Regions from separate parts of the Sus scrofa genome. Here region 1 is linked to region 2. A link is a contact called in public Hi-C data. All regions are on one chromosome and are shown on one strand. The core of a region is the stretch at or near the end of the contact, and the rest is flanking DNA. Distances in the headings are between cores, read along the strand shown. Region 1 overlaps AATF (protein AATF). Region 2 holds the start of AATF (protein AATF).

Evidence for each region. Hi-C and Micro-C count contacts between places; a contact is called where the count stands out from the background.
Region 1: a contact with region 2 is called in a Hi-C map of liver, with 7 times the contacts expected there. The contact joins the enhancer-like site here to the promoter of AATF in region 2. A contact is called at or near these places in 2 of 5 promoter capture datasets (fetal liver and liver), 4 of 47 Hi-C or Micro-C datasets (embryonic fibroblasts, fetal heart ventricle, liver and 1 more) and 1 of 2 datasets of contacts at active chromatin or transcription factors (alveolar macrophages).

The regions. Positions count from the first base shown.
Region 1 is chr12:38,549,617-38,556,049 of Sscrofa11.1, reverse strand. All of the region lies in intron 11 of AATF (protein AATF), which reads right to left. Among named protein-coding and RNA genes, the nearest start is that of AATF, 91 kb to the right of the region's middle. Within about 2 kb of position 2,764, at least 6 of the 83 cell types and tissues checked have an H3K27ac peak or open chromatin away from gene starts, as enhancers often do. A contact at or near this core is called in fetal liver and liver, where this site is marked.
Region 2 is chr12:38,458,175-38,464,064 of Sscrofa11.1, reverse strand. AATF (protein AATF) reads right to left here and starts at 2,256. Exons shown (of 12, transcript XM_003131707.4): 1 at 2,012-2,256; 2 at 402-593. The coding sequence starts at 2,102.

The sequences.
Region 1 (6,433 bases), core at 1,515-4,014, 91 kb before region 2:
AGTGCGTCTGCCCCCCATCGTCATCCTCCCCAGTGCTTGAAGGAGACTCTGGAAGGTCTCTTCCAATTCGCTCCTTTGGTCAGGTCAGAACTAGGTCCTTCAAACCTCTGCAAATGCTTTTAGCCCCAGAGCTTTAAATTACAGATGGTGACATGTGGCCTCTGGCCTGTCTCCTAAAGATCAGACAGACTCGAGATTTATAAATGTTCAAAGACGCAGGTTCAGGCCCCAAACAAAGGACCTGAACGGCTGGGGAGAGGAAGGAGAGGGGAGAGGGAACGAGGGGTGAATCTGCAAAGGTTTTCTCCCCACCCGTGCTCCCTCCTCGTGCCCAAACCAGTTACAAATTCACTCCACTTATACATGGAAGAGAAATACTTGAAACCTCCATCATCCTACCACTAGCTTCAAGTCTTTCAAATTCTTTTAAAGAAAAATAATTTACCTTGGTGGACTTGTACAAAAAAAGGAGGGGGGGCGACTCTCGACAACAGGGATGTCACCTCCCCCCGTGCATTAATATTCCATATTCCCAGGATGATTTCCACTTTCACAGTTTGACTGTTTTATAACAGATTTGATGCGAGAGAAGACAAATGGCCTCGCGAAGGAAAGACGACAAATCATTCACCGCTTTTAGCAGGGTTTTCTCTTTATTTTTATTTATTTTGATTCTGTGGCTGGGCTGTGGAGCTCTCCCTGCCTTGCTGGAGATGTTTAATATTAACGTCAAGCCACCACGATCCTGGCAATAGAGTTGGCCGGTGCCGTGTTTACGGCTTTGTGACTGCTGGCTTCAGGAAGATGAAGCTCCTTGTTCAAACAGCAGCCCCTCTAACAGCTCCTGTTAAAAGCCCGGGGATGCTTCACTGCTTAGACGTGAATCACTTCCTCCGACTGCACGGAGGGGAGGCTGACACTGAGTTACATTTGTAGCCCTATCAGGACTGCGGCCCGACTGCCCAGGGCTGGGGGCGGCCGAGGATGACGCTTCCCTCAGCTCCAGCTTAACGGCTACTTTTTAGGGGGTCAAAACACACAGAATTAATGAACGCGTTTGTCTTCGACCCACAGAGTTTCAGCAAAGCATGCGTTACTTCCAGTGAAAAGCTGGAGGACTGACTTTACCAAAAGCCCCACTAACACTGGCAGGACACGAAGGTCCCTTCGGGGCCCTCGGAGCAGGTGCTGTCGGCCCCCCCCCACGCGCCCCAGGTGCAACCACCTCGAATTGTTTGGGCTCCACCCTCTTGGTCTTTCCCATCTTCCTTCCACATCCCCCTCCCCGCCCCCGGCTTCTGCTCTCGGCCCTCCTCCCTCCTCTTCTCTCGGGACGCCTCCCCTGGCCAACTCCTCCTGGCCCCAGGTCTGCCCATCTCCTCGGTGGGAAGGACGCCCGCACCCTCGCCCAGGCGGAGCCTCCAAGCCAATAAACTGACCCCCACCAGGCCCTGTAAAGCTGTTCACCTAAACTACCTTTGTTAATGGCAGCAAATTCTCTGTCATTCAGGCCCCACACCTACCTGTTTAATGGCAGGAAGCTACAGGTATCAGTACCACACTGTCTGATTAAAATATAAAATCACCCTGAGATCGGGCTCTTGTCTGGACAGATTACTTACATTAATTGATAAATGCCAATTGATGCCCTACACCTGTCAATTTCTTTATTTTTAAAGGTTTCCTTCAAAGCCCTTCCCCCTCCCCTCTGTAAATCAGAGAGAAACGGGGGGGGGGGGGCACGGGGCAGGGGGCGGGGGGAATGGAGTTTTATCCAGACACCTGCTAGGCACCTTCCCAGGAGCAGTGACCAGGGGCCCTCGGCTTCCAGATGTCTGCAACTGGGCACCTCCCCAGCCACCCGCCTCAGTTCACCAACCAGACAGTGAAGTCAGAGGTCCCTGACGTCCACCAGTTACAGGACTGGTTTTTAAAAGCCTGACTGCTAAGTGCAGAATGAGTGGTTTGCATTTCTGCCCCTGGAAGCTGGTGAGTCTGTTTTGTTGCAGGGCTGCGCCTCCCCTGCAGGATGGAGAGGTGGACGAGGAGGCCGAGTGCTGCCAAGTGCGTGGTGGAGAAAATGTGTATTGATTTCTTCTTTCTTATAAGGGAGCACAAAGCATTGAAGAACAATTGCTCCTCTTTGCAGCATTTCACATTCCACACCAGACAAAAGGCCCAACCCCCACCAGCCTCCAGAAGCAGAAAGGGGAAGGGGCCAGGAGTAGCTTCTACGTGTCAGGGCCGCCCACTGCGGGACGCCCAGCACCCCGGGGCCTCCCCTGCCCCTGACCAAGTAATTTCCCTCTCTGGGCCAATGTTTCCTCATCTATATTGGAGAAGAAAGAGCCTTCAGTCTTATTTACCTTTTAAGTGGAGGTGCCCAGAGGGTAGAAGAGCTAATGTTTATAAAGCGGCCTGCTCCCCAGAGGGAGACAGAGGATAAACACACAGGGTGTGGGGATGGCTCTGCAGGACTCGCTTCCAGGGCCGTCACTAACAGCTTTTCCCCTTACGAGTGCCCGACTCCCCGAAGTACAATGAGGCGATGCCCTTTATCTCCACACCCCTTTTTGGTTTGACACTTGATACCAACACGAGAAACAACAAAGGTAACCAGGGACTACGATGCCTTGTTAATGCACAGGCAGGAGCCATTCCAGAACTGCTTTCTTAAACCAAACCCTGAAAGCAGTCCAAAGAAACTGACCTAAAACTAGAACTGCTCATCACAGAGCCCTGTCCAAATACTCCACGTTTCCACAGTAACCAGTACTGAGCAGAAGGGCCGCTGGAAACCATAGCCAGTAGGGTTACTGGGCAGGAGAGAACCTACAGTAGCACCAAGTTTGCCACATACACACTTTGGAAATGGTGGAAATACAAGAGTGTTCTTGAAAGAGCCTGTCCCAGGGTTCATCCTAAGTAAAAAGACCTCAGAAATCCTCTAGGTAAAGGACTAGGAACGAGAAGGCCCAAAGCTGGACTCTGTCTCTGCGGCTTTGCCTGTGTGGCTGAGAGTGAAGAATGGAACACGGAGCTGGCCCATCAGGCGGTACAACGTCCCTGCGTGGAGACAGGGTCCCCAGAGAATGGGGGCAAAAGCCGGTGGGGAAACGGCTGCATACGAAGTGCTGTGGGGACAGAGCGAAGTGTAGACGGTCCTCGGCTCACCATGGCTCAAAAGTTTTCGACTTTATGACAGTACAAAAGCAATGCGCACTTAGGAGAAACTGGACTTAGAATTATGAACTGTGACCTCTCCCTGGGCTGGCGAGGTGCCCGAGATCCTCACCACTGACACGGGGCAGCTCCCAGGCAGCCAGGTGACCTCGGAGCAGGCGGGCAAGAGACACACGGACAACCCTTCTGTGGCTCACTTTCAGGATAGTATCCAATCAACGACATGCGACACTCAACACTTGATTATGCAACAGGCTTTGTGCTGGCTGCAGTTCTGCCTAACTCTTCTGAGCAGTTTAAGGTGGGCTGGGTTCAGCCGGGATGGCAGAAGGCTAGGTGTATGAAATGCATTTTCAACCTGTGATATTTTCAACTTACGGTGGGTTTATAGAGCTGTAACCCACTGTAAGTCCATGAAAACCTGTGAATTAAAGGAGTTAGATGACTTGCAGAGGTTTTTGTAAAAGGCAAGAAGGCTTTGGAAAAGGACTGTTTTCAAAAATAATCTTACTAGCAAATTCTTATTAAGTAACAGACTCATGAGCTGAAGGCCTTTAAAGGCATTTCAGACAGAAGACCTACAGCCAGCTCTTCTCAGGTCTGCACAGAAACGGGGACGTCTGTGTTGCAGACCAGACAATGTCATAATATGTACGCATGTGAAAACCGAAGTTTTGTTTAATCAATTATCTGTAAAGATATCATTAAAACAGTCCAACTCAGAAATAAAAAATTACAAAGAACATTCCATTCTCAAGACTCTAATGAGCAGTCTGATGGAAGGACTATCTATTTTCGCTTTATAAAGAAGAGAGAGGATTTCTTCGCGGTCACACTGCCTGGGGGCTGGGGAAGAACAGGTGAGGATCTGGAGTCCGTTCTCTAGCTTAGAAGAGGCTGACATCAACCAGGAAACTCCTTGATTCTTTTATTCTTTTGACCGCACCCATGGCACGTGAAGTTCCCAGGCCAGGGATCGAATTCTGCATTGACAATGCTGGATCCTGAACCCACTGCACGTAAGAAAATTCCAGAAAAGACTTTAAATAAATTATTTTGCAAATGATACCTGTGCTACAAAAATGCAATATAATAAGGAAGGCAAGATACAACTGGAACCAAAATATATTATTCCACATGTATGAACACAAAACCTCAATAATACCAAATACAGGATTATAGTAAACATACACAATCTACTCTGACTTATAAATTAAGCATTCTTAGCAAAAAAAAAAAAAAAAACCCTAGTAAGTATGTTGGTGATCGGTAATAAGTACTTTTAGAGAGGAACAAATAAAGCAGGGATGAAAGAGCCTACTCGGTGGGGGATGGGGAACCATCAGAGTCTCCCTGGAAAGGCTGGTATGAACCAAGGACTAGGAACCCCAAGACAGGAAAGCACTGGAGTGTGTAGGAGAGGTGGGGTGGGGAGGGAGGGGGAGATGGGATAGGGGAGGTGGGGTAAGGGAGATAAGGTGGGAGGGGCAGGGGCAAGAGACACTAGCGGGAGGAGCAGGGAGTGTGTCCCAGGACATGGCAGGGGGGGCGCCTAGCCCACGGGACAGCACAAAGGGCCTGCACATCAAACCAGGTGATGAGGAAAGAAAGGCAGCAGGACGACAAGTCCCTGCAGGCCTCGAGTGGCAGGTTCCAGTAGTCTGAGGGCAACGAGGAAGAGCATGCTCTAAGTGCTCTCTTAGGAAGGGGTAACCTGGCAACGACATCTGGAACGAATTAGATAGACTAGTGGTTCTGAGGCTGTGGTGTAACAGAGGACGTGGGAAGTGAAATAAATCTAGGCCCAAAAAGAAGCAGTAAGGGGAGTTCCCCTTCTGGCTCAGTGGTTAACGAATCTGACTAGGAACCATGAGGTTGTGGGTTCGATCCCTGGCCTCACTCCCTTGGTTAAGGACCCGGTGTTGCCATGAGCTGTGGTGTAGGTTACAGACACGGCTTGGATCTGGCGTTGCTGTGGCTGTGGTGTAGGCTGGCAGCTACAGCTCTGATTAGACCCCTAGCCTGGGAACCTCCATATCCTGCAAGTGCAGCCCTAAAAGGACAAAAGACCAAAAAAAAAAAAAAAAAAAAAAAAGAGCAGGTCTGGAAATTCAGTGATTCACACTAAAATGTGAAAAGCATTTTTACTATAATAACAAGAAAAAACTGTTTTAATCCAAGTAAGTTTTCTCCCTCCCAAGCAAGTTCTGAATGGTGAGAAAGACCCTGTATATGCGTGTTGGGGGTGGAGGGGGCTTCCCTTTGTACATTATTGCCACATATTTCTGAAAGCCTGCTGCTTTCTTGGAAACAATGGCAGGGGTCAGGAGCGCATTCCCAGATGCATATACTAGCTCTGCTACAAACTTGCTGTTTATCTTGGGCAAGTTACAAATTGTTCCATGTCTCTCTACTCTTTATTTATTTTTATTTTTATTTGTTTTCCCCAGGCTGCCCCTGCAGCATATGGAAGTTCCCAGGCTAGGGATCAAATCCGAGCTGCAGCTGTGGTCTACCTCACAGCCACTGCAACACCAAGCTGCATCTACAACCTACGCCTCAGCTCTCAGCAATGCCAGATTCTTTTTTTTTTTTTTTTTTTTTTTGCCTTTGCTAGGGCTGCTTCCCGCAGCATATGGAGGTTCCCAGGCTAGGGGTCTAATCGGAGCTGTAGCCACTGGCCTACGCCAGAGCCACAGCAACGCGGGACCCGAGCCGCGTCTGCAACCTACACCACAGCTCACGGCAACGCCAGATCCTTAACCCACTGAGCAAGGCCAGGGATCAAACCCGCAACCTCATGGTTCCCAGTCAGATTGTTAACCACTGTGCTACGATGGGAACTCCAGCAATGTCAGATTCTTAACCCATTGAGTGAGGCCAAGGGTCGAACCTGAATCCTCATGGACACTATGTCAGGTTTTTAACCCGCTGAGTCACAACAGGAACACCAATGTCTCAGTATTCTTATTGTAAAGGTATCAATCACTTCAGTGGTTTCTTATAAGGATTGAACGAAAATATACATGAAGAGTTTAGTACAGTGTCTGACATACAGTAAATGCTCAGTAAGTGTCACTTCACTACCAATCAGAAAAAGGGTATCAGACTCAGGGTGGATAAATCATAGCAAAGGAACACATTTAAAAGCTAGGATGATCCGCAAAGCTTAGCAACCCAGGCTGCTCAGGCGGCCCAGCGATGGCTGTGGGAAAGATATCAATAATATGGATGGACGACTAATCTGAAT
Region 2 (5,890 bases), core at 1,007-3,506:
CAAAAAGTGAAAAATCAAAGGAAAAGGGTCAAAATTCATGAGCAGCATGTTCATCAGAAACAATGCAATTCAGGAGTTCCCTGTGGTGCAGTGGGTTAAGGATCTGATGGTGTCGCTGCAGCAGTTCAGGTTACTGCAGTGACGCAGGTTTGATCCCTGGGCCAGGAACTTCCATGTGCCTCGGGCATGGCAAAAAACAAACAAACAAAAAAAAGTATACCAATTTAAGAGCTCCAGATTTTAGATTCCTTATGAAGTGAAATTAAGTACTTAGAAGGGCTCTTTCTAATGCCAAACCAATGGTTTCTCCTAAGATAATAGGTAGGACATCCAGTTTTGCAGAGATCATTAAAAAAAATTTTAACCTAATAAATTAGGAAAGAAAGCAAATGTCTACTCACCAGATGAACCTGGCAGAGTCTGCTCCCAATGGTCTTCCTTCCAAGCTTTTCTAGAGGTGGTCTTGCCAGAATACCTCTTGTCTGTATCCAAGAAGGAGGCTGATGCCAGCTTTCTAATGGTACCCACCACGGGGAAATCGCCTTCCCCATCGTCCCCTTCATCAAACCTGTCAATCACTCTGGCAGCAGTGGCTGTGGGGAAGGGGAGGAAAGTAATCAGAATCTTCAGATTAGAAGGAACTTTAACGGTAACACTGGGTAACACTGCCGAGGCTTTGAATTCATACTTGAATGTCCTCTACAAAATCCCCACCATGGGAGTTCTCGTGTCTCCGTAGGTTACAAACCCAACTGAAGCCCATGAGGATGCTGGTTCAATCCCTGGCCTCGCTCCGTGGTTTAAGGATCCAGCATTGCCACAAGCTGCAGTGTAGGCCGGCAGCTAAAACTACGATTTGACCCCTAGCTTGGGAACTTCCATATGCCACAGGTGTGGCCCTAAAAAGAGAAGAAAAAAAAAAGTCCCCACCATGAGTTTCCATTGTGGTTCAGCAGGTTAAGGACCTTACCAAAAGCTGGGGGGTGGGGTAGGCAAAGATCGCAGATTCAGCCCCAGCCGAATGTTGCCGTGGCTGTGGCGTGTTTGCCTGCAACTCACATTTGACCTCTAGCCCAGGAACTTCTATATGCCACAGGTGTGGCCACTTTAAAAAAAGCCGCCAAGTTCCAAGAACAGCAAAGTCATTACCTCCCAAGGCAGACCACTTACTCTCCTGCTGCTGTTCCAGAACAAAAAGCTGACTCTCTGCATCTACTAGAAGGATTATTTCCATGTTTTGGATCATAGAAAACTGGTCTAATTCCTCTTTCATCTGTGACTGTCGCTCAAATATTTTAAGTCGGCCATCATCATGTTCTATCTTCACTTCAGCCCATCCCTCAGGGAGTTTGCTTATCCTAGCTAAACAGCCCCAGTTCCTTCAACTGCTTACTTCTAAGACACGGTCCAGCACTCACATTTATCCCTCCTTATTCCCCCTTCCTCACACTTCTCTGACTCAAGCCTAAAGCAGGATTAGACCTTGAACCTCATCTTACAGAACAGCAGCCTTATTCGTCAGCAGCTAAGCAAGTGTGTTGAGGACTAAAAAGGCTTAAATGGCACCACAGAAGCCTACTTCTTCCTTCATCCTCCAAGTAAGTTCTCAGGGGCAGGCAGAGTTGGAAAAAAAAGGGGGGGGGGGAATGAGACTTCCTTCTCCTCATTTCTAATGCAGTGCCATTAAAGACATCCTTAAAGATAACTTCCAACCTGCTACCAGACTCTGGCTCCCTGCTACAGCCCTGCACCAACAGTGAACCGAAGCCTGAGTCCTCCGGATGCTCCGCCCACAGGAGCACCAAGTCTAGAGTGAGCGTCAGGATCCCGAAACCCTCCTCCCCAGACCCGGGGGACACTCTCTGGGAGGCAGTTTTCCTCTGCGCAAGAGGAAACAGAGAAGGCTTGGCGGCGGGGGCCCAGCAGCTGGCCCTTCACACGCCGCCCAGGTCCGCACCCGGCACGGCCCACACACAGCTCCGCACGTGGTCTTGCCCCGGTCAGGCCTCACCCTCCTCCGGGTCCGCTTCAGGATCCGCTTCGCGCGGTCGCGGGTTCAACAACTGTTCCAGCTGTAGCGCCAGAGGCTGCGGCCCCGCCATGGTCACCAGGTCTCGCCCGCGCCGCGCTCGTGAATGTCGCCCTCTCCCTGCCGGGTCCTCCTGCCGGAGACTGCTCCCCAGCACAGCCAGGGACGCTCGGAGCCGGGCGCCCAGCTCCGGATCGGCAACTTCCGGGAGACTCGCGGGAGGGGGCGGGACTTTGTGCGTCACTACGGGCGTTGCTAGGATGAAAGCGGAAACGCCCGGAAGGCTGACGCGCGTGCGCGTGCGCCGAGGGGGCGTGTTGGGCAGCGCGGGAGCGAGCGGGAGCGAGCGAGAGCACGTGGCCGCCGCTGGCGCTGAGCCGAGACTGCGATGCGCGGTGTTTTTTTTGAGTAAAGTACGCTTGAAGATTTGTCTGAGATTGGCTAAAAAGTAAAGAATAGTGTAGCCGCGACCCTTGGTGGCTGATTTAGGGAGGAGGAGTAAAGAGTGAGCGCCTCGAGCTTCACGCGTGCTTTAGGGCACGCACAGACTAGAATCAAAAGCAGGTTTGGCATTTCATAATTTGGAGGAGTTTGGGGTCGGGCACACGCCCCTGACCCCGCGGTGGCCATGACTTGGAAATCCTGCCTCAGGGATGGGCTTGCGTAGCTGTGCAGTGGACTGCTGCATCCTTATTAATAAGAATAATAGAAGTCACTATGGCTGTGAATAAATAAAGGTCGATTCTGTAGCTTCTCCAGAGGAGCCTTGTCTGGGTAGGGAAATGGGGGTGGAGTGGAGATTACTCGTGCACACCAAAAGGTATTAATATCCTTGCTGTTCTTCAAAGATGAGGGCACACTCAGATGCTTGAAACTGGCGCACAAAAGCGGAAAAACTCAGATCTACAGTTCAAGGGGCACAGGTAGAGTCAAATATAAAGACCAAAGAAGAAACGGTAGCCAAGCACATGGAAAGATAAAATCCCTTCACATCCTCTTTCCCTCTTCAAACATTCCTTGACTGCCCACTATGTGGCAGGCGCTGTTAGATGAGATAGAGATGAGTAAGTGATTCTCTCCTGGTGGTGATCAGCCTAGGGGGCCAAACAAGTAAACAGAAACTGCAAAAAGGATTGATGAGGGTAAGTATAAAGTGGTCTGTCTTTCCAGGATCTGTTTGAGGTCACCTGTAAGGACCTAGAAGCCCCTAAACAGAAACTCCCTCAAAAGGATCCAGGAGACAGGGTTAGGGATACCCTATGCCCTGCTTGGGAAAAGCTCAGGCTAATTGGATCCCACAGCTGAACCGCCTGGGAAACCTTCCGTTCTCCAGTGTCTCCTGTGGAACCCAAGGGAACTGAAGGTCCCTGACTTCCCCAGTCTTCATAGGTCCCCATTGTTGAGAGCAAGAAGAGACCACTTGTCCTATGTCCCCTGTCTAGGAGGCTGCAGGGGGGAAGGAAGGCTCTCAGGGTAGACACCCTCAGACATGGAAGGGAAAGAATTCCAGGCTCGGATGGGGGGGTACCCTAGGCAGGGGACTGGGGTGAAGGAAAGTGTTTTGTTTTGGTTTGGATTTTTACCATCTGCAATAGAATTCAGTCCAGAAAAGAGCTCTTAAACAAATAAAATGGAACAAACAAACATATCCCTTGTAATTGCAGCCTGGTGCCCACGTCTGGGGCCTCCAGAGCAAAAGCATGACCATGCTGGGACAGCCATCACCCTTGGCTTCAAAGGACCAAAATGTTTTCCTCACCCCAGATTTAGGAAACTACTTCCCCCAGCCCTCTTCCCTCCCTATTTTGGACGCTAATACAGGAACCTGGCCTTGGGGTAAAGAAAAGGGAGAAAAGAAGGAGGGAGGTGAGGCAGGGCAGAAACAGCCTCTAAGCTGTCATGCAAACAGGGCACTGCTGGATGATTCTGGGCAGAAAATGCCTGCTTCCCTACCCTCCAGTCTCTGTCCTGGTGCCCACTGATTTGGGAAGCCTTTTGAGGACAAAAATCACACACATCCCAGGGCCCCTCAAAATGCTTCCCCTGCTTGCTCACCCATACTGAGGGTAGAGAGGGGATTCAGTGATCAGAGGAAAGGAGGGGTTCTAGGACTTTAGATGCAGCTGAGAAAAGCTGAGGCACAGGCAGAAGGGTAATCTTCTAAATCCCCTCTCTGGGGAGCCCTCCCTACTTGATTATAAGTTTTTGGAGAAGGGAGGAGGGGTTTCCTGATGGGATGGGCTATTTCTAAGACTCTACCTCCTAGAAGAAATGTAAACCTGGACCGCCCTAGTGATGTGAGCAGATGAGATGAGGAGGAGGAAGGGAATAAATGGGAGATGTTCCTAAAACAACGTCAGAAGGTCAGAGGGTCTCCCAATTCACAGTCCCTCCGCCTGCTGCCTGAGGGCTGCATAACAGCGGACAGATGTCAGAATAGCAGAGGATGGGGCAGGGGTGACATTACCACCTCTCCCCACATTGTCTGTTCACATGACCGGGACTTTGAAGAGTTTAGAGAAGTCAGGTTCTTACCTTTCTCTCTTCTCCCTTCAGAGATACTATGAACCCCCTCGTCCCAGACTCCTGCCAATCCCTATCCTGGCTCTCCAAGCATCAGCCTCCACCACCTGGTCTCGCCCTAAAGCAGTTCCCACTTTCCTCCAACCTGGAAAAGAGAGGTGGGTAAGTTTGGCCTTGTCCAGGGCAGATAGCAGCTCCCAGCTGCTGGAACCCTGGGGACAGGTGGCTAGAGGCACAGAGGTGACGGCTTTAAGATGGCCGCAGGGAGAAACCAAGCTGCCAAGCCCAGGACCGCAGAGGAGACTGCACTCTGGGGTGGAGGGGAGCTGCCGGACTGGGCTTTCCCCTCCAGCCCCTACGCCTCTCCTGGGAGCTCCCAGTGCGCTGTGGGGATAGGGCAGTGCTCCTGTGCACCTCAGGGCCAGAGGTGGACGGCACAGCTCTGACATTTCTAGACCTCCTCCTCTCTGGAAGCTCCAAATTTGACTGCTAAACTTTGCCACCTGACCAGGATTCGTCGGTGTTCTGGATCCAAGGGGGAAAGGCTGAGCGGTTGCCACAAAGTCAGAAGAACTGAGTCCACCCGAGCACCCAACTCTAAAATGCTTCCTATCAAGAACCGGATCCCACAATAAAGGTGCTAAATAATTCAACGAGCTTGATAGGAAAATGCAGCTTCCCAATGAGCCTACGTTCAGTTAAATGAATGTCTCTTAAAGGAGCCTGGCTATAATGAATAAGTTGGCTATGATTTAATGTATATAAATGCTAAAAGGGCAAAAACAAGCTGATCTGGGGATTGCATACAACGCACATAAAGAAATGTGCTGCATGCCGAGGCTAGGAGTTTCAAAATTCGCCCTTGTTATTTCATAAATTTGGATTTCTGAAAGAATATCATAAAATTCCTCTGATTGTCCTCCCATTGGATAAGCTGTCATGTGGATCGGTGAAATATTGCTTATTTTAAAGCCTTCTAAGCAAGAAAGATACACTTGTTTGTCTTGTAACAAAATAAGAAAACAGCACTGGAAATTGCATACCACTTAATGTAAAACCTTTGATTTAAAAAAAAAATAGGGAAATAAAGAATCCAGAGCTGAAATCTAGGTGATACGGAAAAGAAATCCTGGAATTCTAATGGTGTCTGATATTAAAGCACATACATGTATTTCATAGCAGAGAAGATATTTAAATTCCTTCCATGTTTAATGAAGGCTTGGAAGGGATTGAACTACTTTTCAGAACCTATTGGCAACTCTCAGTTGAAATGTGATTTCTACATTAGTTCTTTCTGCTCATCTTTCAGAGAAAGTAAAGTGTATCTTGTGCCAGGCA